Regions from separate parts of the Mus musculus genome. Here regions 2, 3, 4 and 5 are each linked to region 1. The links are chromatin contacts, called in public HiChIP or PLAC-seq and promoter capture Hi-C maps. All regions are on one chromosome and are shown on one strand. The core of a region is the stretch at or near the end of the contact, and the rest is flanking DNA. Distances in the headings are between cores, read along the strand shown. Region 1 holds the start of Mogat2 (monoacylglycerol O-acyltransferase 2). Region 2 holds the start of Rnf169 (ring finger protein 169). Region 3 holds the start of Lrrc32 (leucine rich repeat containing 32). Region 4 holds the start of Neu3 (neuraminidase 3). Region 5 holds the start of Thap12 (THAP domain containing 12).

The links. Promoter capture Hi-C pulls out the DNA fragments that hold promoters and counts their contacts. HiChIP or PLAC-seq counts read pairs in DNA pulled down with a chosen protein or histone mark.
Region 2: a contact with region 1 is called in a promoter capture Hi-C map of liver, with 2.3 times the contacts expected there. The contact joins the promoter of Rnf169 here to the promoter of Mogat2 in region 1. A contact is called at or near these places in 2 of 39 promoter capture datasets (both in liver) and 1 of 115 datasets of contacts at active chromatin or transcription factors (pancreatic cancer cells).
Region 3: a CTCF HiChIP or PLAC-seq map of embryonic stem cells shows a contact between it and region 1, with 6 times the contacts expected there. The contact joins the promoter of Lrrc32 here to the promoter of Mogat2 in region 1. A contact is called at or near these places in 4 of 39 promoter capture datasets (embryonic stem cells, second pharyngeal arch cranial neural crest and stem cell-derived epiblast-like cells), 1 of 15 datasets of contacts at CTCF or cohesin (embryonic stem cells), 1 of 115 datasets of contacts at active chromatin or transcription factors (pancreatic cancer cells) and 1 of 9 other capture datasets (embryonic stem cells).
Region 4: a promoter capture Hi-C map of liver shows a contact between it and region 1, with 2.6 times the contacts expected there. The contact joins the promoter of Neu3 here to the promoter of Mogat2 in region 1. A contact is called at or near these places in 3 of 39 promoter capture datasets (the C10 cell line, cranial neural crest and liver).
Region 5: a promoter capture Hi-C map of neural stem cells shows a contact between it and region 1. The contact joins the promoter of Thap12 here to the promoter of Mogat2 in region 1. A contact is called at or near these places in 2 of 39 promoter capture datasets (neural stem cells and pre-B cells), 2 of 115 datasets of contacts at active chromatin or transcription factors (embryonic stem cells and pancreatic cancer cells) and 2 of 9 other capture datasets (embryonic stem cells and pancreatic islet).

What each region holds. Positions count from the first base shown.
Region 1 is chr7:99,236,089-99,241,671 of GRCm38.p6, reverse strand. It overlaps Mogat2 (monoacylglycerol O-acyltransferase 2), which reads left to right and starts at 3,061. Exons shown (of 6, transcript NM_177448.4): 1 at 3,061-3,197. The coding sequence starts at 3,107.
Region 2 is chr7:99,977,374-99,982,512 of GRCm38.p6, reverse strand. It overlaps Rnf169 (ring finger protein 169), which reads left to right and starts at 2,055. Exons shown (of 6, transcript NM_175388.3): 1 at 2,055-2,541. The coding sequence starts at 2,079.
Region 3 is chr7:98,487,893-98,493,306 of GRCm38.p6, reverse strand. Lrrc32 (leucine rich repeat containing 32) reads right to left here and starts at 3,316. Exons shown (of 3, transcript NM_001113379.2): 1 at 3,210-3,316.
Region 4 is chr7:99,826,521-99,831,703 of GRCm38.p6, reverse strand. It overlaps Neu3 (neuraminidase 3), which reads left to right and starts at 3,287. Exons shown (of 3, transcript NM_016720.2): 1 at 3,287-3,546.
Region 5 is chr7:98,700,268-98,705,833 of GRCm38.p6, reverse strand. It overlaps Thap12 (THAP domain containing 12), which reads right to left and starts at 2,587. Exons shown (of 5, transcript NM_028410.2): 1 at 2,356-2,587. The coding sequence starts at 2,444. It overlaps Gm15506 (predicted gene 15506), which reads left to right and starts at 2,906. Exons shown (of 1, transcript NR_144495.1): 1 at 2,906-5,566. It also overlaps the pseudogene LOC108167485.

The DNA.
Region 1 (5,583 bases), core at 1,812-4,311:
AACTTACATCTAATTAAACAATTCTCCTCTTTCTTTCTTTCCACAAACTCATTGTAATCCCAGAGCAGTAATTCTCTGTCAGAGATTAACAAGGTTTAAGCAGGCCAAGTGTGTAGTAGCAAGTTTCTCCCTGTGCTTGGCTGGGGACGACCTGCACTTAGTAAGGAGCAGGTCATCTGTCTCCCGCCTTATTTTGAAGTCTCGATCAGAGAGACTGGCTAGTCATCTGTTCTCTGCCCTTATACTCATAATTGAACTGTTTATTCTTTATTCGTAACCTTTCTATTTCACGGTGCACACCGCAACCTGTTACCACATCCCTAGATCACAAGATCAGAGAACTCAGGCCCAACCTAGAGTGAATGCTTCCCTGGATGATTAACCTGTCCCAAGCCTATTTTTTCTTGCTACTTCAACTACATGATTGTAAGGCATGAAAGCTCCCTGTGCCCCTTTTGCAAACTCGTGCAGCTCTGGGCAGTCTATGAAGAAGGGGCACAGTCTATTCCTGATTCTAACTTTAAACTTTCTAGCAACTGCCCTGACTTCCCAAAATTACTTAAATCAAGCTAACTTCCTAAAACCGGAATTCCATAAGTCACTATTAATTCATCTAAACAGCATTACCTCAAAAACTTTTATCTTCATGTTGATCTGAAGGAAATTTGCCCAACAGAGCAGGCTATCACCCAGGAAGTAATCACACTAGGCTATGGGTGGTGAGGGTCTCCCACTGCCCACTGACACCAAGCCAAAAGAATAGAAGGACAATGACAAACCTGAGAAGGCACATCAGAAGTCAGAGGCAACCCTGGGATGAAATCTTTAAAGCTACGCTTTTCTGGAGTGTACCCATCATAGCCGAGCAAGGGTGTGGGCCGATTTCAGGGAGCTCAGTTGCCCACTGTAGCTCCTGTTTGGCGCCTGCCACTGGTGCCTGCAGAGGGCAGAGGTGTCAGATCCCCAGGAGCTGCAGGTGGTTGTGAACAGATGGATGCTGGGAACAGAACCTGAGTCTTCTGCAAGAACAGTAAGCACTCTTGACTACTGACCCGTCTCTTCACCCAAAGGGAAACATTCAGAAGAATGAATAGATGTAGTGATGGGTGGATGTTGTTAGCAATCCTTCTAGGCTCTGCCCACAGTTACCTGGCAACAGCCAGGTATACCTGACTCACTATAAAAAGGGGTGTTTGCCCATTTACTCTCTGACCTTCTTCTCTCTTCCTTCTCTAGCCCTTCTCTCCCTGCTCCTCTCCCCTTCTCTCTCCATGTGTTTGTGGCTGGCTTCTTCTTCTTCTTCTTCTTCTTCTTCTTCTTCTTCTTCTTCTTCTTCTTCTTCTTCTTCTTCTTCTTCTTCTTCTTCTTCTTCTTCTCCTTCTCCTTCTCCTTCTCCTTCTCCTTCTCCTTCTCCTTCTCCTTCTCCTTCTCCTTCTCTTCTTCCTCTTCATTTTCTTCCTCCTTCTCCTCCTCCTCTTCCTCCTCCTCCTCTTCTTTTTCTTCTTCTTCTCCTTCTTCTCTCTCTCTGTCTCTCTCTGTCTCTGCCTTTCTCTGTCTCTACTCCCTAAAATCCCCTCCCTATGCCCTAAACAAACTCTATTCTATACTATACCAGTAGTATGGCTGGTATCTCAGAGGGAAAGGATACCTCAGCATAGGCCTGCAGAGGCACTACCCCTACATCATACTGAGCCTCTGCTAAACATATCCTGGTTCCCTGGTTCTTCTTCTTCTTCTTCTTCTTCTTCTTCTTCTTCTTCTTCTTCTTCTTCTTCTTCTTCTTCTTCTTCTTCTTCTTCTTCTTCTTCTTCAACATAAAACACAACAGGTGTGGCTGGAGGAAAACAATAACTCTAAGGAAACTCTGGCTATAACCTCAGCAACTCAGGAAGTGAAGTTGTCCTTTGCCATGGTGTGAAAGAGTCGAGCTGACCCAGGCAGGGGATGAAAGTTGAGTTCAGTGAGACGTACAAGCTATGATGGATGGTCAAGGAACCACCTGGATCTTCAAGTCTAGACGTGGGGCAGAGAGACAGGAAACAAGCCACCAGCCTGAACACAACCTTCAAGGGGCAAGAGGAATCAAGGATTAGTGGTGTTCACCTCTCATCCCAACTCTTGGGAGGCAGAGACTAGAGGCCAGCTTGATCTACAGTAGGCAGAACAAAGGAGTCCTAGGAAAAGTAGCTTGGGAGCCGAGAGGCAAAAGTGGAGGGAGAGTGTAAGGATCTAAGGTGACTGAGCCTGCTGACCAAAGGAGATGAGCAACCTGACTGTCAGCTTGAACCTGTGAGCAGAGTTTGTGGAATGTTGTAAACGTGTAACGTGTGGAGCTGAGGACCTACACGGTGTGGGGGATGGAAAGACCCTGAACGCAGCCCTGCTGAGTTCTACTGGTTAGTTACAGAGGGAAGGCAGACAGAGGAGATATGGGCACAGGGCTTTCTGATGCCAACTGTCGCAGCTTGTTTGTGAAGGAAGAGCAGAGCAGTGGACCTGTGAGAAAGTGAGGGGATCATTGGGCAGGGCTGAGGGGTCACCACTCCGGTCTCCTTGGGCTGTGGTTCTCAACTTCCTGATGCTGCGACCCCTTAGCACAGTTCCTCATGTTGTGGTGACCCCCCCCCCCAACCATAAACTTATTTGTGTTGTTACTTCATAACTGTAATTGTATTACTGTTATGAATGGTAATGTGAATATCTGATATTCAGGATATCTGATATGCGACCCCTGTGAAAGGATCATTTGACACCCCCTGGGGTCGTGACCCATAGGTTGAGAAGCACTGCCCTTGGGGTTTCACCTCTTTGCGCCCTACCTTGAGCAGATTCTAGAGGGTGGGAATAGTGGTTTGGCAGATAAGGCATTGCCTAAGAGAACTGATAAGGATGAAAGAGGTTTCTCTTCCGCCTTTAGCCTGGTCTAGGCAGAGGGATTACAAGGTACGGGGAAAAAAGGATGTGGCGTGGGCGGAGCAGGAGGGCCCTGGAGCTGGGCTGGGCTGGGCTGGGCTGGGCTGGGGCTGGACTGGGGCTGGCCTGGCCTGGCCCTGCCCCTTCAACCTAGAGCAAAGCCCGTGTGTAGAGCCTCCTGAGCCAGCTCAGCATGGTGGAGTTCGCCCCCCTGTTGGTACCATGGGAGCGCAGGTTACAGACCTTCGCGGTCCTTCAGTGGGTCTTCTCCTTCCTGGCCTTGGGTAAGAGGGTAGCCGCGGGCACACGGGAAGGGCAGGGCAGCCTCAGCGGGAGCACAGGATGCTTAATGGAGAGATTCAGGAGGGGGCTTTGCTGGGGTCTTCCAGAGCCTCGTGTGGGTATGTCTCCCATGTCTTAAGCAGTCTTCAGTTTCCTGGACTTTTGGGACCGCTGCATCCAGGCTTTAGCTGCAAGCTGCTGAGGGCGGGGAAGCACCCGAGGCTGGGTGGCTATGCCTCTGAGAGGGAAGCTCTCCAGTTTACCTTTCGGAAAAAGGGAGCTGGAACTGAGGCCAGGAGAGAAGGGACCGGCCTCTGCTTCCCCAGCTGCATGGTGGGGATGCCAGTGTCACCCTATGGGGGAACTTGTAGAGAAAATGCAGAAAGCTGGGAACTTCTATGAAAGGCAGATCTGACCTGGCTCCTGAGGTGTGGCTCTGTCCCTCTCCACCCTGTAGATGCTCCAGCACCGCTGTGGACCGGGAAGGAAGAGTGGCTGGGAGCACGGGAGGGAGCCTTATCTCCTTTGTTGGTACTAGACTGGGGAAGGACTGCCACCCCAGGACTCAGATTCAGCCCGAGTCCAGATACTACTGCCTGTCAAGACAGTCACATGCTCAGTGCATGCTTCACACACACACACACACACACACACACACACACCCCTCGGGTAACACACGTGTATACGTGTGTATGTGTTCCCACCTCACAATGTTTCATCTATATGGTTTATTCCTGCAAAGTGGGCTTTCCAGGATCACACACCTTTAGCACCCATTTTAAATGGGTCTGTACCTCTGTTCCAGGGTCGGTTACCATTTTAAGTACCCCTGGTAACAACCAAGCAGAGGAATTGCATATTTGAAAGGCCCAGGCTGTGAATCAGGAGCCTGGCAACTGCTCCTTCCAGAGGAAGAAGGGATGGGGGATGGGCAGAGGGCCTGGGAGGAGGTGTGGATACAAGACAGAGATGGCGGGTATAGAAAACAGAGGGCAGGCAACCTAAGCCCAGGGATGGCTTGGGTCAAAGGGCTCCGGAGACCCAGAGCCATGTAGTTTACAGCCACAACCTCACAGGGTCTAATGGACACCAGGCTCGGGTTGCCTCCTGTGTCCTTGAGGACAGGAGTTATGTCTGACTGGGTGAACCTACCCCATCCTTGCAGCCTGGGCCTGGGCCTGCTCTTACATAGACCTGGCAAGACCGAGGAGTGGAGCACAGAAATCAGGGCTCCCCTGAGCCAGGAGAGGACCGACTGGTGCAATTTGAGAAAAGGGTTCTGGGCTCTTTCATGCCAAGAGGGGGAAGTTTTACTTTACCCCTTATCCTGAGGGCAAAGGAGAACAATAGACTCAGCAGGGAAGTGACGAGGTCCAGTCTGGTGTTAAAGGTCCCCTTGCCTGCTGTGTGGGGGATGGGGAGATCAAAGGCGACCAGAGTCTCCACCAGTAGTCAACAAATCAGGGCCAAGACCAGCCCAAATGGTTTTTTTGTTGTTGTTTTAAGTCACAAATTCTGAAATGTCTAAAGTATTTGCTGTCTTGCCTCATTTTTTACCTGGTGATGATGGCGGTGATTTTGGGGCTGAAGGAATGGCCTCAGTGTCTCCAAGGCATGAGGATCTGAGTTTGATCCCCAGAACCTCTGTAAAAAATGTCAGGCATGGTGACACAAACTTGTAATCTTAGCAGAATCAGGAAGACCCCTAGAGCTTGCTGGGGAGGTAGCCTAGCCTAATGGGTGATCTTCAGGCTAGTGAGAGATACTGTCTCAAAAGAAGGTGGAAAGCTTTCCTCTGGCCTTCACACTCATGCATACATGTGGGTGCACACACCCACCCACAGGTGAACATACACACACGTGTCAAAACAGAGAAGTAAGCGGAGGCAGTATGGTGTGTTGCTCACAGACCACTACTTAAGGGAAGTTTTACAGAATAGTGAGGTTTGGGCTGGGGACATGAGTTTGTCAGTGAAGCACTTGCTGCATAAACGTAGGATTAGAGTTTGGATACTGTCTTAGGGTTTCACTGCTGTGAACAGACACCATGACCACAGTAGCTCTTAGAAAAGCATTTAAGTGGGGCTTGCTCACAGTTCAGAGGTTCAGTCCATTGCCATCATGGAGGGAAGCTTGGCAGCGCGCAGGCAGACATGGTGCTGGAGAGGTAGCACTAGGCCTGGCTTGAGCGTCTGATTTGGTGTTGGTGGCCTGCCTATAAGATCAACACAAAGGAAGCAGAGACAAGAGCCCTAGAGCAAGCTGGCTAGCTAGGCTAGTCCAATCATCAGTGAGCCCTGGATGAGAGAGAGAGAGAGAGAGAGAGAGAGAGAGAGAGACTCTGTCTCAATACCAGAGAGTCACAGAGGGATAAAAAAAATAAAGGTA
Region 2 (5,139 bases), core at 806-3,305, 740 kb before region 1:
CAAGAAGCAACTGTTTCTAATGGTGGCTGCTTCCTGTCTAAGTTTCACCACGCTGTGATGAAACACCATGACCAAAAGCAATTCTGAGAGGAAAGGGTTTATTTGGCTTACATACCCTGAACTACAATCCACTGAGGAAGTAAGTCAGGAACCCAGATGCAGAAGCTGATGCAGAGGCCATGAAGAGTGCTGCTTGCTGGCTTGCTCGTCATAGCTTGCTCAGCCTGCTGTCTTATAGGACCACCAGGTCAGGGTCATACCACTTACAAAGGGCCAGGCTCTCCCGCTGTACTCACTGCTTGAGAAAATGCTCTACAGGTTTGCCTAGAGCCTGATCTTATAGAGGCACTGTCTCAACCAAGGCTCCCTCCTATCAGATGACTCTAGCTTGTGTCAGGTTGACAGAAAACTAGCTAGCATACTCTCTGTACCACAAGCCTTCCTTGTCAGAACCAGGTAAAATGTCCCTGGGTAGGAAGTGAGCAAGTGCCCGGATAAAGGACAGCCCATCCAAGAACTCACTTCTGTGTCTGGCAGTATTCTGGCTGTCTGGGCCTTAGGCTGGGCCTCTGACTCTCTGGACATGATGTTTAGTTACTCACTGACCCTTTGTCAGTTGCTGTCTGTCCTTTACTTCCAGGTTCTCATCCTAAGGCTCCAGTCCCCCCCACCCCAACTTGGATTAATCACTCTGCTTTGAATCGGTTACCACCAACTGTGGACACTCTCATGACAACCTGGAGCTTCTAGATGCTTTCTTCTACATACAGTTGCTTAAAAATAATGTCTTTACAAAGCCTGTGATTTTCCATAAAGATAACATCTTGGTCCAAATGCACCTTAAGGTAAAAATAATAAACAAACAAACAAACAAATAAATAAATAAATAGGCAACACCCCGAGACTTGTTGTAGTACAGTCATCTTTCCATCAGGGGGAGCCATTCTTTTTCCTAAATCCTCTGTATCCAGAAAGGAAAATCACAGCAAAGTCTCAACACCTCTCCCTGGCTTAAACAGGAATGATGTGGTCAGAGCTGGCCGGTAGGAATGAACTCTAAGATCCATGGGACAAAGCTTATAGGAAGAGGGGTTGTGTGATGGCAGGTCAGTTTGCAGAAGTCACAGCTGCCAGCTAGGTGAAGAGATGAGGAGAAAGAAATCATGCAGTGGGCTTATGGAATGAAGAAGTGGGTGGGAACAGGCTGGAAATAGAGCCATTTTGGCCAGAAAATGACAAGACTATAAGTTAAAGATGCCTGGGCTGGGAGCGTGAGGACCCTTGAGATGGTTCTGTGAATAGAATGTGGGAAATAAGGGCTGTTTTGAAAGGATGGAGACATTAGGTTTGTGCACGGAGCATGCAGATATCCATAATGATAAATTCAATAACTCTGAACTGCAGATATTAGTGTGGGCTTTCATGGGGAAGAAAAGAGGAGACCAGGGAGTCATATAGACTGAGAAAAGAAAAGGCACAAGCTTACACAAGAGTATCTACATTTAAGTATCAAACACAGAAGTAATCTGAGGAGCAGGGTTTGTGTAATAAAGTATGCTTTTTTTTTTTGCCCCAGCCAAGGGAGGGGACTTCATAAAGGGATGTGGAGAGAGAGGGGCTGAAATGAGGGCTGGTCAGGTTGTTATTTCAACAATCACTCAAGACTTTTGGTCATGATAGGCCTCATGCTAATCACAACAAGCTGCTATGGCCCCGAGGAGAAAGCCCTTACCAAATGAAGTACTTCGACAAGTTTCTGGATAGCTCATATTTATAGTTCATTTTATAAAGTTCAGGGTCGCTCAAAAATTCCAAATAAATTCTTTCAGTCTCTCAAGATTCAGTGCTAGAAACTACAAAAACAGGAGGGCGGGCTGAAAGACCAGATATATAAAGAATAATCATTAAATATTAATAAGCAGTCTCCTCCTGCTAAGCGAAAGGCCCTAGGAGAAATATCCCCAGGCGGACTAGGTTCCCGCCCCCTCATGAATATGCAGATAGCTGTCCGCCGCGCACTGCCCCGCCCTCTACTCCTCTCCCACCGCAACCGACTCTCCCTTCAAACGGGAAACAAGATGGCGGCGGCAGGTCCGAGCACTCGGGCTTCTTCCGCTGCGGCCGCGGCAGCTCTGAGTCGGCGGGGCCGGAGGGGCCGCTGTGACGAGATGGCGGCAGCGAAAGCCGGGGCTCCGGGCCCGGCCTCCAGCCCCGCGTTGTTAGTGTTGCGGTCAGCGCCACGGCCGGAGGAGTCGGGCTGCACCGGGTGCCTGGAGACCCCGGGGGAAGTGGCGGCCCTGCCGTGCAGCCACTCGCGGTGCCGAGGCTGCGCCTCGCGCGCGGCGGGCCCGGGCTGCCGTCGCTGCCGTCCCCGCGGTTCGGGCTGGGCCCGCCGTCGGGCGCGCGACGACGGCCAGGCCGCCGCGGAGCTGATGGGCGAGCGCGCCCGTCGTGGACAGCCAGAACCCTGCCGCCCGCGCCGGGACGGGGGCGCGGCTGCCTCGGGGCCCAGGCCGGAGCCGGAGCCGCTCGCGGAGCCAGGTGGAGCCTCCCCTCGCCCCTGTGGGCTTCAGCCAGGCCCAGCCGCCGGGTCTGGCCTGGTGAGCGGGGTGGAGGGTCCCGGGCTCTGCTGCCGCGGGTGTGGAGAGTTCTGCTGGGGTCGCGACCGGGTTCTGCCCAGGCGCAGTATGTGTTGGTGAAGGTTGAACTTTGGAGCGAACTGTACGCGTGTTGAATTTGGAGGGGCAGTGAGGGGACCCCGCGCCTTGCGTAAGTCAGAAGTTTGGAAGGAAACAATTCCTGGAACAAGTTAGGGGCATGTTGAAGTTGGTGCGTGGAGGGGGAGGGGCCCTGGAGGATCCCAGCAGCGCTTGTTTCAGTGTTGGGCAGAGGGCTTGGGGTCGCGCGGTCTAGGAGGGATGTGTCTTCCAGGGCTGGAGAGAATGAGGTGTGGGATATCCCAGGCTCAGGGGGAGCTTTGCAGACTTGAGAGCAGAGTGGGTTTTGAGGATGAGCTCTCGTGTGAAGTTCTTTCTCATGCTATCTTGGGAAAAAAAAAAAAAAAATATATATATATATGCATGCTTAGCGCAGAGCTTGCCACACAGGATGAGATAAATGCCATCTATTTTGGTGATAATACTAATCATAAACGTTAGTGGTGCTTGATGAAGAAAGCTGGGTGGGATTTAAGTTTTGGAGACAAAGATTGGTTTGGCTGGGGGCTGTTTTCTGTCTTTCTATGTAAGTTTCATCTATGATGCTGGCAACTTAAAGGTCTGTTGTAGGACTCTTGGCCTGAACTCCTTTGCCTTTCTCACCGTCGGCAGCCCATCACTTGTTGGTGCTGAAGTCTGAGATAGAAAATTCCGTTTGTAACATGAACCGAGACCTAGGCTTCTTTGGTGCAAGCCTAAGCAACATACCTACAGCTGAGATTTTCAAGAACCGTGAATCAGGAAAAGCCATTTGCTAGCCCTTTTATGTTAGGAATTCTGCCTTACGTCGTTTTCAGCAGAAGGAAGGCATTGCTTTGTGTGTATATGAAAGTGCAGTTCCTAGAAACTGTAGAGTCCAGAATGCATCTATTTTTGGTTCAAGCAGAGACACCTGCCAAAGACACCTTGTTTTTCAGTCTAAGGGCTGAGATGCTCTGCATTTTACTTTCTGCGTTTCTTGTTATCCCTTCCAAAACCATCACAGTGCTCTTGGTTGTACCTTTATTTCTATTTTATAGGTGAAACTGAGGCCCAAAGAGATTAACTAACTTGTCTTATGATGAAAGTACAATTCCATATGATTTTCTCAATTTAGCTTGCTTTAATTTCTGAGATTATAAATATAAGCAATTTCTCTGGTCTCCCTACTACATTGACTATATGGTCAAATAGAATAGCAGTTCTCTTTATATATCTCTTGGAGCTGTTATGAAACATCCACCTTGAAATTTGAATTATGAAAGAATGCATTGCTTATTGATTTGTGTAAACTTTTCCCACTAAAAGAAATTTGTTTAAATAAAGGATAGGCTATTAGTGATTAAGGACATTTACCTAAAATGAGAATCCATAGGACTTGTTAAGTTACTTAGTATCTTTCAGTTATATGTGGGTCATAATGAAAAGTATTTTCCCTAAATTTACTTTTTGGATCATTGCAATCATATGTTTGTCCAGCTAAATAATTTTAGAAGAATAGAAAATACTGCCGAGCCAGTCATGGTGATGCAAACTTGGAATCTCAGTATTTGGGAAGTGGACTCTGGAGGGTCAGAAGTTCAAGGTTATTGGCATCATGGGAAGCCATTTAAAAAACAAAACTTAAAAAAAAGGAATTGCTGAGTAGGGCTTGGAAACTATCTTTTAGCATTGGTAGGTATTTACTGAAGTTATACACAATCTATTTTAATTAAAACTTTAACAACGGGGTGGGGGCAGCAAGAAGTCACCAGCAGTGCCAACCTAACAGTGAGTTCAGTTCAGGACTTCCGTAGTGAGGGCAGAGAACTGACTCTGAAAAGTTGTCCTTTGATCTCCACATGTGTGTGGTGGCATGTGCACCTACCTCCCAAAATAAATAAAGAAAAATGTAATAAATACAATGTTGAGTGTGTTAGGGCAAGCCTATAATCCCACAATTGGGAGGTAGAGACTAGAGAATAAATTCAAGATCCTTGAGTACATAATAAAATCCAGGCCAGTCTGGGCTACAGGAGGCTCTGTCTCAACAGAACAAAACCAATCTCAACAACCTTGTATCACTCGTGAGTTGAGGGAAATGGGAGAAAGTATTCATTCGGTGAATGTGCTTTCTTCCCATTTCCAGGGTCACCGGTGTTTTGTTTACTCTTTCACAGTTTGTGCATCTGCATGAAATCCAAATCAAAATAAAATACATATTTGCTATGCTATACACACTGTTCTCTGTGTGTGTGTGTGTTGTTACATGGGCACACAGGACAGAGGGATGTCAGATACCTTTCTCTCTGCCTGTGGTTCCCAACCTTCCTAATGCTTCCACTCTTTAATAAATTTCCTCATGTAGTAGTGATTCCCAACCATAAAGTTATTTTTGTTGTTCTTTCATAACTGTATGTTGCTACTATTATGAATTGTAATGTAAATATTTGTGTTTTCTGAT
Region 3 (5,414 bases), core at 2,067-4,566, 750 kb after region 1:
CACTTCCTCCCATACTGAATGTCACCTCACATCTAGTTCTATGCTGGGAAACAGGGAGATTACAGCCTGGACATGGCGGCGGAAGCGTGGATATGGCGGCGGCAGCGTGCTTGCGAGGAGAGACCATAGCACTCGCTCCCTCTCATCTCTGCTAGGCATCTGCTGTGTGACCTTACACAGGTGTTATCTCTCTGACGTTGTTTCCAGGGGTAAATGTCAGGTTTTGTTGAGGACAACAGACATTCTATGAAGGTGTTACAGCATATCATACCTCACCATCAAACCTGACGCTCAAGGACTCAGCTCTGTTTCCTTACACATCTTAGTTTATAGAAGGGAAAAGACAAACAGCCAAACCAAAACAACACCGAGGCTCAGAGAGGTTATAAAATACAGCTAAGACAACACAGCTACATGGTAGACTCTGTGCCCTTCGCCTCTGCACTTGAAGGTCTCCAACAGTGGGTAAGGGAATGAGAGTTGCCACTCTAAAGATGGCCTTGGGAGAGCTCTGCAGGCCTGTGCCGGCTCTTTTGACTGTCAGAACCCACTGGGGATGACTCTCAATGCCGTGGCTGCTTATCTTGCTGAAACACGCAGGGGCTAGTGTGGCCCTTTCAACTCTCCTTCCTGGCTCCCCCAGAGCCCAGCCCTGCCCCACAGTGCTCCGCTTTCACTGCAGGCTATGAATTCACAGGAAATTTTGTTCTTTTGGTTCAAATGCAGTCCCTACCTGCTTAACATCAGCATCCTCAGAGCTAAATGAAAGCCCCTGGCCTTCATCTCCAGGCTCTGAGCAGCTATCCCTTCCTGGGCCAGCCTTCATGTCCAGGCCCTGGGCAACCATCCCTCCCTCGGCCAGCTCTTGTCTCCCACCTGACTTGTCATTGTCCTCGCTCTGTCTCTGAGCCCTGAGCACATGTACGGACCTGTGCTTCCTTTGGACCTCTGGACCCCTGGCTTCCTCTGCCTCCCCTGCAGCTCAATGTCTCTTCACCCGTGGAGCTTAGATGCCCTGTCCTCTAGGAAGCTTCCTCTGGTTCTCACGGTTACCCTGTGTTCTCAGGGCTCTCACAGTTGCTGAGCATCGGACAGCTCAGTGTGGGGCACACAGCACACCCCACTGTGATTCCCTACCTCTTGAAAAGGAAGTACCCGTGGGGACCCACCTTATGACACAGGGAAGTCAGATGGCGCAGCAGCAGGCAAGTCTCCACTATGGGATACAGGTGAGGAGAGGTCCCCCTGGCCCCTCCCCGCCCTAGTCCAGCAGGTTCAAAGCCGCCCACCTTCACTGCAACAGCCAACTCCACTGTTTGCCTTCTTGCTTCCCTCTAGGACGGGACAATCTGCCCCATACATGGCACCCAGTGACGTTTCAAAATCACATGCCAGATCTTACAAATCACTTTGAAATCTCCAGTAGCGTTCAGACGTCACCCTCTCTCCCATCAGCTCCACCTACCACCTTCTTCCCCTCAGCAAACTCCTCAGTCACCTCAGTACCTTCCCTGCTGCCTGGTGGTGGGTGTGTGTGGGGGGGAGGGGGATGGGGGATGGGGAAGGACTCTGCTTGGCTGCTCCCTCCTGGTCCAGAATGTTCCTGCTCAGGCTCCTGGGTGTTCTATCCCCCCTCCCGCTCTCATTTCTCATTTGCTTCATTCCTTAAGTATATGCTCACTAAATTTCTCCCAGGGAACAAGTGGCTGAATGATGTCACAAATTCAGCTGCAATAAGGACAAGTTAGGACCTGGGGTTAAGGTAGGGATGCCCAAAGGGACCCTGTCTCTCCTTCCTCTGCACATCCAGAAGAGACAGTCCCCACAGAATTATGGTGGAAAGAAGCACCCTGCTGTGCCCCATCTGCAGCAGTGAGAACTCAGCCCCCCAGGGACAACCAGAGGCATTCAAACCCAGGGCTCACTGTCAAGCCCCACCACTGGCTAGTGTGGTCCTCAGGGCAAATTCTTTATCTCTCCTTGCCTAGGTGATTCATCTGCAGGACACACCAGTTCCCATTCCAACACTGGCTATCCTTGCTTAGCATGGATCAGGTGGAGCATGACCAGGAAAGTACTGGGACCCTTCCATGTCCTTCCCTGATGGTTCAGATACCAACGATGCTGAGGATAGAGGTCCTGGCTCTGCAGGCAGGTAGCTGGATTCTGATTGGAGAGGTGTCAAAGAATATCTCTGTATGTGCTTGTATGTGTGTGTGCACATGCACGCGTGCTCGCGCGTGCATGACAGAGGGGGACAGACAGATAGTGGAGTCAAACCTATAATAAAAATAAGACTGCCCCTACTATGCAAGGAGGTTACAATTTTTCTAAGCCCTAGGTTGACTGCAGGTCTTTTAACTCTCACAACCACCAAGTGAGGTGATTACTATAATTCCCATTTACAGACTGGAGGACCGAGGCTTGGGAAGGCAAAGTGCCTGATCCTTAGCCCCTAGGTGTGCTGCAACTGGGACTCAGCCAGATCTATAGTCCCTTAGTGCTGGGTGGTCTCCACTAGTGCAGACCCCACGGGCACCCTGTGGATCTCTCTCCCAGACCACGAGATTCAGAGAAATGACTTACCCTAAGGCACTTGTACAGTAAATCGAAGAGTCGGTATCAGAATCCAGCCCCTGTGCCTCCAAAGCAACTGCCAAGACTTCCTTCCTAAGTTACTCAGGAGCCTACAGCCCCAGGCCCAGGAGTATACTGAGCGGTAGGGCTCTCAGTCTGTTATGACTACTGTCAAAGGGGGCCTGGGAGAGCAGCTTCAAGGCTCACAGTGCAGTGAATCACTCACTAGGGGCAGCCCGTTCTAGAGACATCCTACATCTCAGGGGAATCAGACCTTAACCCAAAGGAATGTGCTTGTGATGTGAAATGTCAGGGTGGAGGTGGGGTAGGGGGGTCCCTCCTATCTATCACACATAAAGAAGTCTCCCCAAAGAGTTCTGGGTATCCCCTCCAGATAATAGTGGTAGTGTGGAAAGCCCATGTCTGCCTGGGGCAGACCTGAATTCAAATCCTAATCTGCTTGCTTGGCTGTGTGCTCCTAGGCACACCCAGAGCTTCCTGCCTCGATTTTCCCAGCTGTCAAATGGGAACGCCTATCTGAGCCCTTCCTTAGGTAGATCTGCTAACACCCGGGTGCCGAGGGAGGGTCCGGCCCTAGCTCTCTAGGCACCGCCGCCGACCGCCGCCCCTACCTGGCTCAGCGCCGCCGCCGCCGCCTGACTCCTCCGCGCATCGTTCGCGCAACCCCGGGGGTCTGGCCCGCCGAGGCCGGACCGCTGCAGCGCCGCTCCAGCCGGCCGGGAGGGGGCGGCGCCCGCCTTTTAAATAGCACCGGCCGCCCGGCCACGCCCCCTGGGACTCTGAGCCGCGGGGTCCTAACACCGCCCTGCCAGCCGTGCGGACCTAGGAACCGAGCATCGCCTCTGCTCTGGAATCGCCCGGACCCAGCTAGGGCGGCGCTTGAAACCGAAAAACGACTGGAGGGAGAAGGATCACAAAAGAAGCTAGGCCGAGGCAGCCGCACGTGCAGCCGTGGGCCCGCGAGGTCTTGGGTGCAGGGAGCCGCAGGTCCGCGGAGGAAATCCTGGCGCCACCGCACCAAGGCAGGGGGCCACCCAGAGGTGACTGGCAACCACCGGCACGGAAGGAAGTGACCCTTCTTTGGCCCTGGGATGGCCCTGAGGGGGTCCCATCCACCCCCCCCCCCCCCCAGCTATCCTGCCTTTAAGTCATCTCCAAGCCTGTCAGTGTCCCCTGCTTACTGATAGAGAAGCTGAGGCTAGGAGTGGGATGAGGGAAAAGCCAGCTGGTTGAGACTTGTCAGGTCCCCACGGACATTTGGGGGACCTGAGGCTCTGATAGGTTAAACTGCATAATGACAGTCTCATAACTTACCCAAAGCCGCTGCCTTTACAAGGTACTTAGCCTCCTCAGACACTGGCACCGTGCCCTGCTGGGTCTAGACTGAAAGATGGGTGAAGAGTGTTGCTGCCGTCCTCCAGTCTCTAGTTCTGTATTCATAATGTTCTCCCTGGTGGTCACAGCGCCTAGAGGAGGGCCATCCACCCTATCTTAACAGCACCAAGCGGGGTGAGCCAGAGTAGGGCTGGGCTCTGAGCTGGGCCTTTCCTCCCATCTAGTCCACAGTGGTTGGATGGACCCATGCGGTGCGAACAACCCAGAGAGGACAGTCCCTGACAACTCCAGTCTAGAGCCCTGACCTAACCTAAGGTCAGGGAAAGGTTCACCAAGGAGGCATCCTCTGATGCTATAAGGAGTCAGAGCAGCAGAGTAGCCCAGCTTCCTGCCCCCACCCACCCTCGGGAGCTCTCAGGGTTGTGGCTCTCCCACCTCAGCCCTTGTGTGTACTATCTAGTCAGACTGAACTTCAGTTCCCCTCTCTGCCAAGTGTAGAATGGCAAGAGCCGCTCTTTTGGATGAAGTCGATGTAGGCCTGGGCCTGCACCCGATGGGTGTTAGAGACCGTTCCTCATCTGCTGCTTTAGGAGGACACCTTTTCCAGGTTGGAGTCCATGGGGTCATGTATCAATCGAGGAAGGGGCTTTGTGACTACTCTGTAGCGAGGGCAGAGCATGAACAAAGACTCAGGTAGGCTGGGGCTCTCCCTACCTGCTTCCCCATGATGGCCTGATGCTCTCTCACACCGTCAGAGTTGCCCTAGAACTTGGCTCAAGGTGGGGGCAGGGCAGGGCTGGTGCCATCACTACAGGATGAGCGGCCTGCTTCCCTTGTGCCCCCAGGGGCTGCGGTTGTGGTTAGGAAGCACATGGGGTTCTGTGCCCGGATGGGGCTCCCCAAGAGATAGGAGATAGAGGGGCAACCAAGCATGTCCTCCCCCAACTACAGAGGTCTCTTGGGACTGAGGACCAGGCGGAACTCTTTAGCCCCCACCCCCTACATCTCTGCTCTTGAACTGTCATGCTGTGTGACTTGGGGAAGGTTGCTTGACTTTTCTGACCTCCACTTGTTTCTGTAGAGCGAGACAAATGGTAAATCTACAGTTCCTCTGGCTGGGGAGACCACATAAGACAGACTGGGTTGAGAACCCAGTGAGGAGCCTGTCTCTCTTCCGCAGGCCCTGGGAAGCTGGGAAATAAAATTGTCCAGCATCCTCTCTTGTGGGCAGATGTGAGGCTGAGGAAGTAGAGCAAGGAGGGTGGCTGATCCAGAAGTGTAAAAGTACCCTCACCCCCTCCAGGAGGCAGAGCTCGAGTCTGCAGGGAGTGATGGATGTCAGAATCCAAGCAGGGTCTCATTTACAAGGCAGCCACGGACAGCACATTTTTCTAGGACCCACGGAGGGCATCTTTCCATCAGTTTCCTGCCACTGATGCTTCCATCTGCCAGAAACTGGATGTCTTCAACACAGTCCTCAG
Region 4 (5,183 bases), core at 2,038-4,537, 590 kb before region 1:
TTTCAGAATTCATTTATTCAATCTGGGACCCAAACAAGGTCTAGAAATTCAGTTTTGTTTGGTTTTGTAGTAGATTGAAAAGTTTTAATGTTTTGTCTGTCCCCTCCTCTCCCCTAGCCCTTTGACATTTGTGAATTTGGCCAGTTGTATCTTAATGATGCCATTTAACAGATTTTTCTACTCCCATCTTGTGTGTGCATGTGGTGGTGGTGGGGGTGACTGGGGACTGAACCAGAGCTAGGCAAGCACTCTACCACTGAACTACACCTTCAACTGTCAGATTGGTTGTTTAGCAGTAAGACGTTATACAGGAGCCCTCATAATAAACTGCTTGTGTCTATTTGTCATGCTATGCATAGTGTGCTCAAATGATTTTGGCTTGATTCATGCAGTACAGTGGGTCTCAGCCTTCCTAGTGCTCAGACCCTTTAATACAGTTCCTCATGCTATAGTGACTCCCACCCATAAAATTATTTCACTGCTACTTCATAACTAATTTTGCCACTGGCATGAATCATAATGTAAATATCTGATAGGCAGGATATCTGTCTGATATGCGACCTCTAAAGGTGTTGAAAGGCATATGTTGAGAACCACTGATCCAACACAAAGACTTACACTGGGCCATTATATGGTTCTAGCAGCCACCAAGCTATTGCAAACTAAGAACATTATATCAATTGTTTATTATTATTATTTAGTAGTAGTATTAGTAGTATTTAGGAGAACAGTGAGTCACCTTGGAATACAGCTTGTATAACAAAGCTTTATTCTACCTTCTACTTTTACTCTAGCTTTATTTTTCCATAGCACTCTCTTGAAATGACTGAGAGACTTTTTTCCATATGTCTATATGATGTTATGATATTTTAATTTTTTTCTATTATTTTATGTGTATAAGTGTTTTGCCGGCATGTATGTATGTGCTCTGTGGTGGTTTAAATATGCTTGGCCCAGAGATTGGCACTATTAGGAGGTGTGACCTCGTTGGAGGAAGTGTCTCACTGTGGCAGATAGGCTTTGAATCTCTCTTCCTAGCTGTCTGGGAGACAGTCTTCTGGATGCAGTCAGAAGAAGATGTAGAACTCTCAGCTCCTCTAGCACCATGCCTGCCTGAATGCTGCCATGCTTCCCACCTTGATAATGGACTGAACCTCTGAACCTGTAAGCCAGACCCAATTAAATATTGTCTTTGTAAGAGTTGCCTTGGTCATGGTGTCTCCTCACAGCAATGGAAACTCTAAGACATCACCATGTGCATGCCTGGTGTTCTCAAAAGTTAGAAGAGGTCCTGTGGAAGTGGAGTTAAGGATGTTGGTGAATCATCATGTGGGTGCGGGCACTGGGCCCTCTCAACTACTGGGGCACCTCTCTCCGGCACCATGTTCTCATAACATTAAACATTTAATCTAGTCCTTTGTAAGTTGTTATTCCCCTGCCCCCTTTTTACACGGGTTCTCAGTATGTAGCCCCAAGTCCTCTGGAACTTACTATTAAAACCCCTGCTGATTTAGAGCATGTGGTTCTCTTGCCTCTGCTTCTTCAATTCTAGGATAGGTGTGCAGCACTGCACCTAGCTGTTATTTTGCCACACATATTTGGTAGTAGGATCCTTGTTAGGTCAGCTCTTTGAGCATGGCCTTTGTTGCTTTCTTCTAGCTACCTTGTTTTCAAGTAAGACCAGATACTCAAAGCCTATGCTATACCTCTTTCCCCTGCTCTGAAATCAGCTGTTTTTCTTTGAAGTCCTAGTTACTTTTAGCAGGAAACTACTTTATTTTATTTCAGTGTTGTCAGGCTAATCTCTCATTATTTAAAAAGGAATGAAGGAAAATCCCATCCTGTTATGATCTTGTGTCTTAGGAAAGCCCATCCCTTAGAGCGTTCACTGCCGTACCCATGGTATTTGCTCAGGCTCAGGGATTCAAACTCAGTAGGAGTCAATGTTTTTCCATCCTTTAAGTTAATATTCCATCTTTCCCTTCATCTTTTGACAAATTCCTTTATGTTTTACTTGGTTCCAACAAAAAAAATGAGTTTCAATTGTTTCTCTCCATGTGAGTTCTACTTCTGAGTATCAAGTTCACTTCAAAGAAAGAAGACCCCATATTCTTACACTGGAACTAGAGGAGGCAGCCATTTGGGAGAGAAACTCCTAACATGACTGGGATGAAATAAAAGGAAGTCACTTTGCTCCTTGGTGGACAGGGCCCTGCCCCCTGGCATCCTCACAGGCAGAGGAGGAATGGGGTCCGGCCGAATCGGCCCTGCTGTGCTGCTTTCTATCTTACTGTGGTTAGACCCACACTTGGGGGTGTGATTTCTTATATTATAAGGTGAAGGGTGCTATCATACATCTTACTATTATAAGTCAAATACAAGTCACTCCCCACAGGGTAATGCCACTATGCTAAATGTCCTAGTTCATTATGTTAACCTGGTACATAAGGAACCACTGTGAATTTTGATACCAATGTACTCCACATCTTGGTTTTTATGTTTGTTTGTTTGGGTTTTTGTTTTGGTCGTGACTTTTTCATTTTCTTTTTAGTCTCCTCTGGTAGCCTTGTTGACCTGATGGGTTTTGTTTGTTTGTTTGTTTCGGTTTGTTTTTTTGTTTGTTTGTTTGTTTGTGTTGTTGTTGTTTTTTTTTAACAGTCATTTTTAGCTTTCTTTGTCCCCACCCCTGGCTGATCTCTTAGATGCTGCAGTGTGTCAAGAGGGGCCTTTTCCTCTTTTGATTTTGGTAGGTGGGGAAGAATGGGATGGTCCTTGCGTGTGATTGTGAAACAAGAGAATGGATTCAGTACTTGGTGACAGATACATGTATGTAAATGTGTGTAGACAATATACAATAAGTTATCGAAGGTACAGGAGAGTGAACCTAGGACGTTGCACCTGCTAGGCGAGTGCTCTGCCACCTAACTGGTTTCTCGGCTCTGTTTATACTTTTTTTTAAAAATCTTGCGAGAAGGGCAATTGTTCAGGGTGGCCTTAAACTCATTTTGTAGTCCAGACAGATGAAATTTAACAGTCTCTACCACACTAGCAAAGTCCACAGCCCCGCACCACCAGGCCCTGATAAATATATACATTTTGGAACCTTTTGCAAGGAGAATGTCCAGTGCTTTGTGTGAAAACACCCCCTTCCACCTTTTATCTTTTTAGGAGTCCCCTCTGAGCCTCGGAACCTTTGTTCGACAATTAGACTGTCTAGGGAAGTTTTAGGCGGTGATACCTTCCACAGACCAATCGTTAAGGGCGTGGAGAAGCAAGCAGGGCGGGCACTGCGCGGTGAAGGGGCGTGGCCTGGCCGGGGAGGTTGACACCCAGACGCTGCTCTCAGTCCTCTGGCGCCTGCTCCCCAGCGCATTCCTTCTGCTCCTGGGATATTTGTCTCATTACTGCCAGTTCTTGCGCAGCGGTCACTGGGTTCGTTTCAGCGTCTGTGGTTTCTGTCGCTGTTATCCAGTCTCCATCGCCCCAGCTCAGCTTCAGGCCTTCTTCCGAGACTCCACGGGAGAGCCCAGAGAGCCTCCGGAGCCGGTGAGCTGGGGTGAGAGTCACCCGGAATTCGGCCGGGGACTGTGGGGACCTGCATCAGGAAGGAAGACTGAGTCAGCCAGAATCAGCTAGGACCATTCTACTTTTGCTTTCTTCCATCTAAAGCCAAACTTCAGCTGTAGTTTAGAACTGTGGGAACAAACCGAGACTGTGAAGTCTTCTTACTATAGAGGAGTTGTGGGCGACCAAAAAGGTTCCAAGGTGGAATGTTTTTGATACTAGATTTGCAACTGAGTGGTCTCCCCTAAGTTTTCCTCTTCAAACAAGGCTGACTTCAGAAGTCGTGCTAAACTGTACTCTCCCCAAGAAAGAGAATAGAGAGGACTTGGTTGGAAGGTGAGAGAGTATGGAACAGTAATTAATAATCAGAATTATCTGCTAAAGCAAACAACTCCAAAGCAGACCTGTACTAGATTCTTCTCAGCCCCTAGTTCTGAGCACATAGTTTGGGTGAATCCTTTAGGTGTGACCAGGCCACTGTGTTACCACTGTCATCATTATTATTAGAATAATCATAGTGAAAATTAATGACAATTTAATTGTTGAGGTGATGGCAGAACCAAAACTGAATTGTAAAAAGGTCAGCATTCACAATAATTAAAGACATCAATTTGTATAGTGCCTTAACGTTTATAAAGCATTTTTGAATGGTCCTGATAAGTACACATTACTAACCTTTAACAAATGAGAGCCAGTCATGGGGCCTGGCTCCTGTTAATCCAAGCACTCAGGAGGCTGGGGCATGAGAATCACAAGTTCAAGACCAGCCCAGGTGCTAAGAGGAGGTTGTAATTGATAGAATAATGCAGTGCTTAATGATGGGGCTTGGTACTGAGAACACAACAATGATGTGGTTTCATTGTGAGAACTTCATCAGTGTGTATGCACATCGTATGGCTCAGCTAGGCTGTATGGAGAATATATATATATATATATATATATATATATATATATATATATATATTCCATATATATGCCTATTGCGGCTGGAGCCATGATGAGTGAAACATGAAATGAAGTCAAACACAAGAAAAAATGGTGTCAAGAGATTCTGAAAGCATGGATTGTGTGAGGCTGCTGCCAGCTAAGGTAATATGCTGTTTCACTGTAAATGTTTGTAAGTTTGTATTCCAAGATAATAACAAAGTGTAGTCTAATGAATGATTGCAAGCCAGTAAAGTAGCTTTTTGTCATTTCAAGTTGTATGAGCTGTACATAGATATTTGTATATGACTGACATCACAAACGTGTTATATGTCTGGGCTGTGATACTGGTGTCTAAGATGTCTGTGGGTGATGGGAACTTTAACACAATTAGAATCTGTGGGACCACCACACACACACACACACACACACACACACACACACACATATTCAGTCTAGTATTACATTGTATATAGTACATGACTACTGTTCTACATCAGTTTCAGGAGTCAGAAATAATGTGCCCTGTTTGGCATGGTGGCACAAACTAACTAACACTCAGGAGCCTAAGGTTCTAGGATAACAAGTCAAGGTCAGTCTGGGATACAAAGTAAGACATTGTTTAGGGGGGAAAATTAATGATTTATTTATTATTTCAATTTATAACTGAAAAATAGTGATATAGTGACTGCCAT
Region 5 (5,566 bases), core at 1,338-3,837, 540 kb after region 1:
ATAAAATGAATATATTTTAAAAGGCCATCAACCACACATCCAAAGGCGATTCAAATATATAAACATATTTATAAAGAGATCTAAACCAAAACAGAAATCTATTCCAAGCATGGTGGCTCACTCCTTTGATTTCGGCACTTAGGAGACAAAAGCAGGCAGACCTCCTGCTCTACAGAGTAAGTTCCAGGACAGCCAGGGTTACATAGAGAAACCATCTTAGGGGGGAAAAAAGAGACAAATATTGATGACAATGTAGAAAAAGAGAAAGCAGCCATATGAAGTTCATTTTCACATGTGGTATGAAGGTATTTCTATTTCCCCCAGTACAGGGGACAGAACCGAGAACCTCATGCATGCTAATCAGGTTCTTTAGTGCTAAACTCCATCCTCTGGCTGAAGACATCTCTGCCTGTCCAAGCCTACCAGGTATCACACTATAAATCAAACTATAATATCTTCCGAACAGACTAATACTCCAATCTTTCTTATGTCAGTAACTGTTTTATGTTAAAAACTTCTGTAACTCTAACACTTTGGGGAGTGGAGACGGAGGATTGCTGGGGTTGGCTGAATCTGGCTACAGGTTCAGTCAGATCCTTCTTAAAGGAGGAATAGAGCAAGACACAGGATGCCCTCTGGCCTCCACATACACACACCCCATACCCACACATAATCTCAGAAGTTAGTCTTGACTCTTTTCTCTTATAAACGACATCCAAATTACTAGTAAATCCTGTTGGCTTCATCTTCAAACCTTATCTAAAGGCATCAATTTCCCTCTTCATCCTCTTCTACTGATCTGGATTATTGCAACAGTCTTCCCTTGGTCTTCCTGCTCATATCTTTACTTCCCTACAACTAACAAGCAGCCAAAAATCCTGTTAAGAACTCTTGCAGCTCTAAACTCTCCCACTTCACTCAGGATAACCACCAGAATATCTTCCATGGACAACAATTTCCTAAACAATTTCCGTCTCCCATATAAACCTCATCAGCAAGCATGCCTTGACTTCACTCTTACTGTTTCCAGATGCTTTTCCAACATATTGCACAGCTCTCCCCTTCCCCAATTCAATTTTTTTTTGTTGTTGTTCAGATTCATTATGGTGAGACTTTTTTCTGTTATGTTTAAAATAGAAACTGTGCCTCCGTTTTTTATACTTTTTTTTTTAAACGGGTTCATGAGACAAGACTCACACTACAGCCCTAACTGGCCTGGAACTTACTCTAACCCAGGCCTGCTTCAAATCTCAATTCTCCCTGCCTCCTCAGCGCTGGGATAACAGACAATGTCCACTGCTCAGCTCCCTGGCTATGCTTTTTTCTTTAATCTGCTCTGGTATATGCACGAGCGTTTTGCACTTTGAGCATACCTGGTACACAGGAAGGCCAGAAGAGGTTGTGTAATCCCCTGGAACTGAAGTCACCTAATGTGGGTATAGAACCCAGGCCTTCTGCGAGTATAAGTGCTCTTCAGCATTGAGCTATCTTTCCACCTGTTCCCTAGCTAAAAGCCCTTCCAACCCCTGCTGTATTTTTCTTCAGGATATTTTTCATTATTGGACACGGTATTATAAATATTTTACTTGCCAATTTCCCAAGACTTGAATGTAACCTCTGAGAAGAGGGATTTTCATTGGTTCATGTTACCCACTCTCATACTCTGACCAATTTCTACCAACTGTCGGCTTTCAATAAATATTTGCTCAATTAATATCATGCTATATTCAGCGCTCGTTGATAGATCTGCTCTCTCTCTCTGTGGATTAGGTGCTTTCTGCCGTCCGTGACAAAATTCACTCGAGTCTCCAGCACCTGACATGAGTACTTCAAACATGGTTAAGCACTGATTTTTAAACGAATGAGCCAACAGGAGAGCTCTGAGAACTACCTGCAGTCTATCACACTAAGTCCCTATGATTCTCAGACTACGTCCCAGATTATAAACTACCCCAAGGAAAAGTGAAGTTGCAATACCATATTCCCACGCCCTCACACTTGTCCTCTGTGGTCCCAACAACCAAGGGAGACAATGAGTAACGGTCGGCATTTGAACACTGGGTTGACAAGTCCGAAGGAGGCAGTTGTGACCTGATTTAAGATCAAAGAAAGCGGCTCGCCTCCAAACAGAAACACTGTCCTAGAAGAGACCAGTGACGCGGGGGAAGGCAGGGCCCCTGGGAACACAGCCCTGGAGAAGGGTTACTTCTTTGACAGCTAAGGAACCGCGTCGGACCACCAAAGGCGCTAAGCGCCCACTTCATCCGCCTTCGCGCCCCCGGGTGGCACCCACTGGGCCGGGTGCCCGCGAGCGCACGTGCGCGCAAGTCCCTGAAGCTTCCGCGCCCCACTCACCTGGCCGGGTCCCGCGGGAACCTGAAGAAGGCCAGGTCAGACTGCGTGCTCTTCCGTGTGCAGTTGGGGGCAGCGCAGAAGTTCGGCATGGTCGTCCGGCCGCCGGCCGGTCCAGCCCTCCCCTCCCCGCCTCGTCAGGGCAGCGCGGCCGCCCCGCGGGGCCGGGGAGGGGAGCTGGGCCGGCCGGCCGGCTCCGCAAGGCCGCGCGCGGAGGAGGGGCTGGCGCGCGAAGCCGCGAGGGGCAGGAGGGGCGCGCGGGCCGAGGCTGGGCTGGGGCCGCGGCTCCACAGTGCTGTGTGCGGCCGGGAGGATTTACCGCCGCCGCCGCCGCTGCTGCACCTCCAGCCCGCCCGGGACGCTACCGCCTCCTTCCCACAATGCACCCTGGCGCTGGAGGGTGCCCTCTCTTCCCTCAGCTATCCGCCCCCGCCCTCTTCGCAGGCGACCGTCCCTGCGGGCGGGCATGCGCACTCGAGAGGGTCGGGCCAGCTGCGTAGTCTCAATGCACATGCGCACAACCCAACCCGCGCAAGGAAGGAATTGCGCATGCGCTGTAGTCTCCCCGGGACTGGCGAGCGCAACCCCGGGTTATTCGGGTAGGTTTGCTGTGTGCGGGTTCCTGCAGATCCAGGGCAAGCTAGAACGTTACTTCACGGCTGCGTCTGCCCGGCTTGTGTAAAAGTTGTCACGGTTCATGCGTCCATTGCGTGAGTCACCGTAGACTCTTAAAGGCAACAGATTCGGGATGACCCTTGCGATTGCTTTGAAACAACTCGCGGGTTGAACGCAAACATGAGTTGTAGAGGATTTAATTTTTAACCCGTTTTGCCTTCCGGTTACTCTGTGACCGAATTAGTGCTAGATTGCTAGCCGCACACCTTGACTAGACGCTAGGGTAAAAGCTCAGAAAAGCAGTAACTTCCTTGGTGGTTTCCAGAGAGGCAGGAATAGTGCAATGATTAGGCCAGCAGCACCCTAGAGATTTTTACCTCAGGCTTCTCACAGTCCTGGCCTGATAACGTTCCTGTATGGTTTTGTTTCAAAATGAGTGGCCGCTATTTAGAACAAAGTATCAAATTTTGCGTAAAATCGAACACGTCTGCAAGTAAGACCCACCACTTTTGAAAGAAGCGTATGGGGGTGAAGTGGTGTCGAGGGCTTGAGTATTTGACTGGCACAAAAGGTTTAAAGAAGGGTGGGAAAATGTCTGAGATGATCCATGAAGTAGTCGTCCAGTCACCCACAGAACGGATGCAAATATCCAAAAGGTCACGGACTTTGTGTGAACAAGCAGTTAACAGTGAGAAGGATGGCTGAAGAAATTACATTTAGAGAAAGAAACCATTAGATTCATTCTGAAAGGAAACCTGAACACGAGAAAAACGTCTGTCAAAGCTATAGCAAGTATTTTGAAGGATCAGCCTGAACTTGGGGAAATTTGAGTGTCCATCTGGTCATTCAAAGGAAATTAAGAACGCTAGTTTATAGGTGAGGGAAAAGAGGACAAGTTCTGAGATGTGGAGTTAGCTGCAGCAGAGTGCTGATGAGGAAATGGCTCTGCCTGTGTAGAATCCCAGAAGTCGGGCCCCTGCCAGCCACCTTCTGCAGGGAGCATGCTCAGAGAGTAGGAGATCTGACGACTGCTACGGTATCAGACATGGAGATGCAGCGTTTGGAGTTTGCCCAGCTGGTTTCCTGTCTTGCTATTGGGATTACAATAAAGTGATTGGATGAATCTCAGAAGAGACTTTGAACTTTTTTTTAAAAGATTTTATTTATTTATTTTATGTATATGAGTACGCTGTAGCTGTCTTCAGACACACCAGAAGAGGGCATTGGATCCCATTACAGATGGTTGTGAGCCACCATGTGGTTGCTGGGAATTGAACTCAGGACCTCTGGAAGAGCAGTCAGATCTAACCATTGAGCCATCTCTCCAGCAACTCTGAACTTTTAACATTGTTGAGCTGCTATAGACTGGGGACTCTGGAAATTAGACTAAATGTATTTTGTATTATGCTATGTTTAGCTGTGGCCCTTATAGCCTCATATGTTTGAACAAGTCTGTGGGGGCCAGGGAGTGAAATGTGATGGTTTGTATGTGCTTGGCCCAGGGAGTGACCCTATTAGGAGGTGTGGCCTTTAGCAGATGTGTAACTGTGGGTGTGGGCTTAAGACCCTAACCCTACCTGCCTGGAAGTCAGTCTTCCACTAACAGCCTTCAGATGAAGATGGAGAACTCTCAGCTTCTGCACCATGCCTGCCTGGATGCTGCCATGTCCCCGCCTTGATGATAATGGACTAAACCTCTAAACCTATAAGCCAGCCCCAATGAAATGTTGGCCTTTTTAAGACTTGCCTTGGTCATGGTGTCTGTTCACAGCAGTAAAACGCTAAGACACCCAGCAGTAGTCAAACAGCAGCAGGATGTCTCAGGTTTGGGGGAAGAGGAATTACCGCCCTAACTTAGTCCAGAGCAAAGCACTTTGAAATGGCTGTGCACCGTCAATGAACACGACAGAGATCATAATGACCTAGGTGGCAGAAGAGTTCCCACTAACTCTGAAGTGCCTGCTTGCTGTCCTGTCCTGGACCTTACTTCACAGCTCTCTTAGGTTCCTAATTCTGTACACTCAGATCCAGCCATGATCCCATATCTCAGTGTTTTCTCAGTGCCCTGCAGACACTCATTTTCTTGTCTAGCTTGCTCTTGGTTCTCAGATTCCCTGTTGTTTGATTCTGGGCCACCCTTCCAGGTGTGTCTGCTTTGGGGCTTTGGTTTGGTACGCATTTCCACTCACACAGCTCTCTCCTTTCTGATTTTTGGGCCCGTGTTCCTGCCCATGACTTAAGCTGTGGTCCAGACATGTGGAGCAGAGAGTTCTTCAGCCCTGGCTCTAAATTGTCTTCCTGTAATTCAAGAAATGGGATAGGGAGGGATGGCATAGAGGCTAATGACCAAGCCCTGCTACCATTAGCAAGCCCAGTATAATCAGTATTACCCAGTTTCTCAAGGCTTGGTTACCTCTAGAAGCCTTTCCAAACCTTAACATCTATATAACAACTCTATTTTTCCCAGGTCAGTGGGGCCTGGCTGGCTGTGGCTGTCAACAGAGCTGGCCATCTGCATACCTTGACCCATTCTCAAGCTTGCTAATGTGTGGCTTCCCAATTGACCTTACTCCCCACCCTCACGTCCACACCTATTCCA